Regions from separate parts of the Mus musculus genome. Here region 2 is linked to region 1. Evidence: chromatin contacts called from public Hi-C data. All regions are on one chromosome and are shown on one strand. Each heading gives the region's core, a stretch centred on a gene start, on an enhancer-like site or on the middle of the called end of the contact. The rest is flanking DNA. Distances are from core to core; before and after follow the strand shown.

Evidence for each region. Hi-C and Micro-C count contacts between places; a contact is called where the count stands out from the background.
Region 2: a Hi-C map of liver shows a contact between it and region 1, with 2.1 times the contacts expected there. The contact joins the promoter of Mapkbp1 here to the enhancer-like site in region 1. A contact is called at or near these places in 7 of 39 promoter capture datasets (the 3T3-L1 cell line, cranial neural crest, frontonasal cranial neural crest and 4 more), 2 of 484 Hi-C or Micro-C datasets (liver and muscle stem cells), 4 of 115 datasets of contacts at active chromatin or transcription factors (effector CD8 T cells, embryonic stem cells and memory CD8 T cells) and 2 of 9 other capture datasets (adipose tissue and pancreatic islet).

Annotation. Positions count from the first base shown.
Region 1 is chr2:119,873,864-119,877,780 of GRCm38.p6, reverse strand. It overlaps a transcript of Mga not described here. Among named protein-coding and RNA genes, the nearest start is that of Mga, 21 kb to the left of the region's middle. Within about 2 kb of position 1,625, at least 2 of the 459 cell types and tissues checked have an H3K27ac peak or open chromatin away from gene starts, as enhancers often do. A contact at or near this core is called in liver, where this site is marked.
Region 2 is chr2:119,970,832-119,974,748 of GRCm38.p6, reverse strand. Mapkbp1 (mitogen-activated protein kinase binding protein 1) reads right to left here and starts at 2,050. Exons shown (of 30, transcript NM_011941.3): 1 at 1,581-2,050. The coding sequence starts at 1,697.

The DNA.
Region 1 (3,917 bases), core at 376-2,875:
GCTGGAAATCTTGTTCAATGATCATAGATGATCCCCGGCATACACGTGCTGACTCACAACCATTCATAACTCCAGTTCCAGGGGAATATAACACCTTCTTTTGACCTCTGAGAGCACCAGGCACATACATTCAGACAAAGCAGTCAATACACACATTTTAAAAATAAACCACACCGAGCGGTGGTGGCACATGCCTTTAATCCCAGCACTTGGGTAGCAGAGGCAGGTGGATTTTCAAGGCCAGCCTGGTCTATAGAGTGAGTTCCAGGACAGCCAGGGCTACACAGAGAAACCCTGTCTCGAAAAACCAAAGTAAATAAATAAATAAACCAAAATAAGAAGAGGGGAGGGGAGGAAACAGCAAGAAGGAAGAAAGCAAAGGAGGAAGAAAGGAAGGAAGGAAAGAGAAGAGAAACTGGAGAGGAAGAGGAAGAACAGGAGGAAGAGGAAAAGGAGAGCAGCAGCAGCAGCATTATCTGGGATATGATCTCTGAACTCAGGAGTCTGAGGCAGAGACTGGAGTTCAAGGTTAGCCTAGGTTAAGTGTGATGTTAATTCATGCTTATAATCTCAGCAATCAGGAGCCACAGTTTTAATATTAAACTAGGTTAAAATGTGAAATCAATTTTAAATACTCCCCCATTTTATTTTAAAAATAAAACTAGTGACATGGCTTAGCGGGTAAAAGAACAAGGCAGACAACCTGAGTTCAATTCCTGAGACCCACATGGTAGAATGAGAAAATTAGCACACAAGTTGTGCTATATGTGCACCCACACACACAAATAAATAAATGTAATAAAAAAATTTTGAATAGGGCCATCAAGATAGTTCAGTGGGTAAAGGTCCTTCCCCCCTGGCCTGTCAGCCTGAGCTTGGGTCCCAAGACCCACATAGAAGGAAGAACCAACTCCTGAAAGTGTTCCTCTGACTTTCACATATGAACTGTTACATATGCACACACAAATATACACACACATACACACACTAAATGGATGAATGCATACACAATAAAAATAAGTGAAATAAAAATAAAAGAAAAATATTAGGTAAAGTGCTTGCTGCATGGCCAGAGAACCTGAATTCAATCCCCCAGAAATCATGTAAAAAAGCTGGGCACAGCAGCTCACATCTGTAACCCCAGTGCTGAGAGACAGACACAGAAGGATTCTCAGAGCTCACTGGCCATCCCTTCTAGACAAATCAATAAGATCAATGAGCTCCAGGTTCAGTAAGAGAGCATGTCTTTAAAAAAAAAAAAAAAAAGAGGGGCAATTGAAGAAAATATCCAATTTCAACCTCCAACTGCAACATAAACATGCCTACATACACACATAAACACATATACACACAATTAAAAGAACTAGGAGAATTCCAGGACAGCTAGACACACACAAAGAAACTCTGTCTCTAAAAACACAAATGTACATATGTCTACACACATACATAGATAATTTAAATATCTATACTAAACCCCAACTCTGTCTCATCAAAAAAAAAAAAACAAACAAACAAACAAACCAACAACAACAACTATCAGAGGACTGGAGAGATGATGGCTCAATAGTTAAGAGCACTGACTGGTTTGCCAAAAGTCCAGAGTTCAATTCCAAGCAACCACATGGTGGCTTACACAATCTGTAATGGAAACTGATGCCCTCTTCTGGTGTGTTTAAAGACAGTGACAACCTACTCATATGCATAAAATAAATAAATAAATCTTTTAAAAAAGAAAGAAAGAAAACTATCAGAGTCATCAAGAACTCTGAGAAACCATCAAGCAAGAGCTTAAGAAGACATAACTATAGCCTAGTATGATGGCATGTGCCTGAAATTCCAGTATTTAGAAGGCTAGGAAGATCAGGAGTTGAAGACAGGCTTCAGCTACCTAGCAAGTTTGAGATAAATTTAGATAGGTAAAAATAAAAATGGTAAACCACAGGAACGATAGTATAACTACAAAAAGTACTATGTTCTAGGTGCAAAGGCTTCAGTCCGTCTATTCTGGAGACCAAGGCAAAAGGATAGTAAATTCCAGGCCAATCTGGGCAACAAAGCAAAACTCTTTTCTCAAAATAAGTTGTTTTTGTTTTGTTTTTCTTTAATTTTTTTTAGATCTTTATTTATTTATACATATAAGTGCTCTATTTTCATGAAGAGAGCATCAGACAGAAGAGAGCATCAAATACCATTATAGACAGTTGTGAGCCACCATGTGGTTGCTGGGAATTGAACTCAGGACCTCTGGTGGAGCAGCCAGTGTTCTTAACCACTGGGCTATCTCTCCAGCCCCTCAAAGCAAGTTTTAAAGACATGATTTTTTTTTCCCCACCAATCTTTATGGTTCTGAGGAATTTTTTTAAGGGGGGGTTGTTTACATTTATTATCTATTGTGTGTTTCAATACATTGCATATATGTATATGCAATATAGTGTATATATTGTTTGTATATATGCTAATATATACATGTAGGTACATGCCACAATGCACATGTAAAGTCAGAGGACAATTAGAGAAAAGCTAGGTCTCTCCTTTTACCATGTGCCTTCCAGGGACTGAATTCAGACTGTCAGCTGTAGGGTAAATATCTTTACCCACTGAGACATCCTGCCTACCTTAAGAAAAACATTTGAGATCATTTGGTATCATCTATAGCTCAGTTTGGCCAAGACCAAGAAGCAATTCTGCTTCTGCTTTCCAAGTGCTGAGATTGCAGGAGAGTGCCGTCACACCTGCTGTCCACCCAGTCTTCTTCAAAGCAGTAATCTTGGGTTTTTTGAGACAAGACTCATTAAGCAGCCCATAGTAGCCTAAAATTCATCATTTACTGCTTTACCCTCCGAAATACTGGGATTACAAGTATACAGACCACTCGCTTGGCCCCAGAGTAATAATTTTCTAATTTTACCTTTTATATTCAAATAATTAATTCACCTGAACTTGATTCACCTGAATTTTAGTTTTTTTCCCCCAAATGATTAGCTAAATAGTCCAAAATGATTAAAGAACATTTCCCACAGGATATGAAATGTCACTTCTGTAAAACTAAACTATATTAATTTATATGTTTCTACATTCATTATTTTGTCCTGCCTACTTCAAGGTTAGTACTTAACTTTTGTTTGTTGTTTTGTTTTGTTTTGATACAGGATGGCAATGTGTGACCCAGTCTAACCTCTCTCCTTCTAGAATGCTTCTAGACTTAGACATTTTGACTATTACAGGGTTTTTTTGTATTTTCATTAATACAAGACACCCATGCTGTTTTCTTTTTCAAAATTGGCCCTAAAGGCAGGAGATGGTTCAGTGCTAAGAACATTTACTTGTCTTACAAAGGACCTGAGTTTACTTTCCTACACCCACATCAGACAGCTTACAACCACCTGGAACTCTGGCTCTACGAGTATCCAATGCCTCTGGCTTCTAGAGAACAGACAGTGAGAGACAGACAGACAGACACAATTTAAAATACAATTTTAAAATTCTCCTACTCTATAGCTACACTCTTCCAATGAATTTTGGAAGAATTGAGATGTGGGTCACCTAGTAGAATGCTTGCCTTAAAACGTAGGAAGCCCTGGGTTTCACCCCCAGTAATGAATAGATCAGATTTCAGTATTGTGGCACACAACTGTAATCCAGAAACAGAAGAGTGTAGCAGCAGGAGAATCAGAAATTCAAGGTCATCTTTGGCTCCATACTGAGTTAAAGATACTTATCTGGCTTACATGGGACCCTATCTACAAAAAGACAAGAAAATGAAAAGGTCCATGCACAGTACTTAGAGCATCATGTTATAAAAATGTTAGCTACTAGCATAATTATTCAAAAGTGACAACTATTGATTGCTCAATGAATGGCTTCCAAACTCTGTTCCCACAATAGATATGGCCACTGCGCATGGTGGTACATGCTTT
Region 2 (3,917 bases), core at 801-3,300, 97 kb before region 1:
AAACCCTGTCTCGGAAAAAAAATCCTTGAAAGGGGCACCAAAGCCAATTATTGCTCTGCTAAGGTAGAGCAACAATATGCTGCTGTCTCTAAGGACTGTGCCCTTGGCAATCCTATGCCACACAGAGTTACTATGTTTATGGGCTCCTAGGAAGACACAAAACCTAATCTGATCCTGTGGGAACAATGCTCAAGACTCCCTCAAGGGAAATCTTGTAAATAAATGTATTCTACTTTTGTATGCCCCAAATTGTGATGAGTCTCAAAACTGAATAAAATATGAGCTGGGCATGCCAGCAATCCCAGCACTCAGAAGGCTGTGGCACAAGTTTATAGTTCGAACCCATCCAGGACTGTGTAACAAGAGCCTGCCTTGAAACAAAACCAAACAAATAAAAAAAAAAGTATAAGGACCAAATCCCAGACATGTATAAGAATGGAAGATGGATGAACGTCTGCCCAGAAGAAGGATGCTGGCATACAATGCTCAGAATGAGCAGTGCCACAAGGACAGACCAGGAGAGCTGCCTTTCTGGCACACACACGTGGCTCCTTCATGTTATCACGAGAAACCAAGACGTTCCAGTTAAAGCAACTTAAGTATCTTTATTTATATTATATTATGGATATGATTGCTCTATCTGCATGTACACCTGCATGCCAGAAGAGGGAGGGCATCAGACCTCATTATAAATGGTTGTGAGCCACCATGTGGTTGCTGGGAATTGAACTCAGGACCTCTGGTAGAGCAGCCAATGCTCTTAACCACTGAGCCATCGCTCTAGCCCAGCAACTTAAGTATCTTAAAGAGATAAACCATTTTACATTTATTTCTTCCCCTGCATATGTGCATGCACATGTGGAGATCAGAGAACTACTTCCAGGAGTTGGTTTACTCCTTCCACCATGTGGGTCCGAGGAATCAAAATCAGATCAGGCTTGTTGGCAAAGGTCTCTACCAGTCCAATCTTGCCAGCCCAATCTTCTACATCTTTGAACATGACAGGGTATCACTATGTAGCCCTGGCTCCCCCTGGAAATTGTTATATAGACCAGGCTGAACTTGCCTCTGACTCCCTAGTGCTGGGATTACAGGCATGCATCACTAAGCTTGTCAAAAAATTGTTTTGCTCTCTTAGATGAAGTGTATTAGTATATTCTTTCTGTTGTACAGTCTGGCATTATAACCCCAACTGTTACACTAATACATTAGTCACAGCTAGGTCCTTTACAGAATATGTGATCTCACTGTACTCTTCTAAGAAGAGAAACTGAGTCATAAAATGTCAACTTGTTTCCCAAGCACACACTTAGTTTAAACTGAGGCCCTGTTAAACCCAGTTTGCCTTCCTATGCCCTTCTTCAAGCCATGGCTGCGTCTCAGCATGCCCACCCACGCCTGCTGTTCTTCCAACTTCAAATCAGGTCGTCAAAGATAAGCGTATATGATCTTTTAAAGCCAACAGAGAAATTTCATTCTTCCACCCCCTTCCTGCCCCTCAAGAAAGAGAAAGGTAAAAAAAAGGAACGAAGTGCAGGAGAGGACAGAGTAGGTAAGAGGTGGCTCCCAACAGGACTCACCTTGGAGCTGAGGTCCTCTCTCCGGTTTCCTGCTTTACTTCTGCGTAATTTGATGGATGGAGACCTCAGCAAGTTCTTGATACGGCTAGTAATGGTTGACCCTTCTCCAGCCATCATAACGAGGAGCCCCTAAGGACAGTCCCTGGCCTAGCCTTTGGACTTGTCTCAACAGCGGTACTGCCTTCTCGTTCAACACAGCCTTCGGATATGCACTTTCACTGGCCTGAGATGGCAGAAGCAACCTTATCATCACAGTAGGTGTCTTCTGCTTGTCACCAACTCTTACTCTGGGCATTGCCCTGCGCTTTCCCACTCCCCATCCCCACCCTAGCCTGCTAGATTTTTTTTTACAAGGGGAGGACGACCCCTGGAGTGAAGAAATGTCAGGCCCACACCTGCCAGAGGCGTTTAACTGAAGAATCGGATGAACTAGTGACCAGTCGGGCGCCGGTTACAGCCCAAGTGTTCCCATGGTAACTGAGGTGTCCAAGGGAGGAGGCCTCCGAAGCCACTGGGCAAGGGGCCGAAGCACCGAGCTGGCCGCCGGGCTCACGCTGGCCCGAGCCGATGCGAGAAGCTCCCTCCCGCACCCGAGTCTTGGGAGCTCCGTTTTAGCCCCCCACACCCACTGCCTACTTCAGAAACCCTACTACTCGTCAGCGCCCCCGTTCGCTGGGGCCCAGCTCACAGCGCCCTCCGGCATCGCGATCGACGGCTTCAGCTCTGCTGCCGCAGCCGCAGCAGTAGCTATGGTGGCACCAGCGGCTCAAAACGCGAACTAGAGCCTGGGCCGAGCTGCGCTGGGAGGGCGGGGCCTAGTAAAGGGGGTGCGGTCTGTGGCAGATTGGTTCCCGATTGGACGACTGATGCCTATGGGGGCGGAACCAAGGAATGAACCAAGAACGCAGAGGTCTCGGATTCTGCACAGTATAATTGTGGGTACCGCTCCTAAAGGAAGGTCAATGTAATATTGCTTTAGAATTGAGAGAACCTGGCCTTTTACGGTATTATCAGGCATGGTCCTCTTAGAGAACTTTGATAACCACGCCTCCAGGCCTAAGATTGATATTTGGTGGGCCTAGGAGATTACGGCTGAAATTTAATTCCTAACTCATAAAAAAAAAAAAAAAAAAAAAAAAAAAGGAGGGGGGGGGTTTGGGATGCTGCCAAAAGAACTCCTTTCCATTCCAAGTGCTGGGATTTAACGCAGTTGGAATCGTTTCTGATTCCGGCCAGCCTAACACAATGACTCACGCAGAGTAACTCAATTTACACACTTTTGAACTTAATCTATCAGTGATGGAAGACTCAAGCCTCAAAATAGAGCCTTAGGGTAGGTTGTGAACTGAAAAGGCACCCATGATATAATCCATCATTTCCTTAGCTGCCAACGTCCTTATAGCATTTAACAAGAAATACTGTTAACAGCATTAACAGTATTTTTGCTACTCCAGATCTTTTCTGTCTTTTCAAAAATTGCAAACACCCCTAGGGCTGACACCGATGTCAAAGTTTGCTGCTATCAGGTTTTGTTTGTTTTGTTTTGTTCTAGCTCATGGAGATAGGGGAAATACCACATACTCATGCTTCATAGATTTGTAAGTTGGCTAGAATTTTTCATCTAGCTACTACTTCAAGAAATTACCTTGGGGGTTGGGGAGCGCTGGACAGATGGATTGGTGATTAAGAGCGCTGGCTTCTTTTCATAAGACTCAGGTTTAATTTACCAGCACCCTTATGGCATATCACAACAGTTCCCAGGGATTTGTCTCCCTCTTTTGGCCTCCATCATAGGCACCAAGCAAAACACCCAAACACATAATTTCTTTAAATAAAATAAAACTGCCTTCTGAAAAGGCTAGCTTAAGCCAAAAGGCCTGTACCCAACTAGAACAGTACACTGACATGTCCCCCATTCCAGACCGTAGGAACTGCTGAGGAAAATGGTAGTTAGAGGGAAGGATCCTTAAAAAATGGTTTAGTGGCCGGGCGGTGGTGGGACATGCCTTTAATCCCAGCTCTTGGGAGGCAGAGGCAGGCGGATTTCTGAGTTCGAGGCCAGCCTGGTCTACAAAGTGAGTTCCAGGACAGCCAGGGATATACAGAGAAACCCTGTCTCGAAAAAACAAAAAACAAACAAAAAAGTTTAGTGGTACTTGCACAATCTGTGTTCAAACAGGAAGGTACCTGTGTACTATATAGCTACGTATTGGATACAAATGTCAACAGCAACTGGACGCCTAAAGCCACACATTATAGATTTTAGGAAACTAAAATGGTACTTCCAATTTTACCGCCTAGACCCGAAGACAAGAATGATCACCTCTAACTATATTA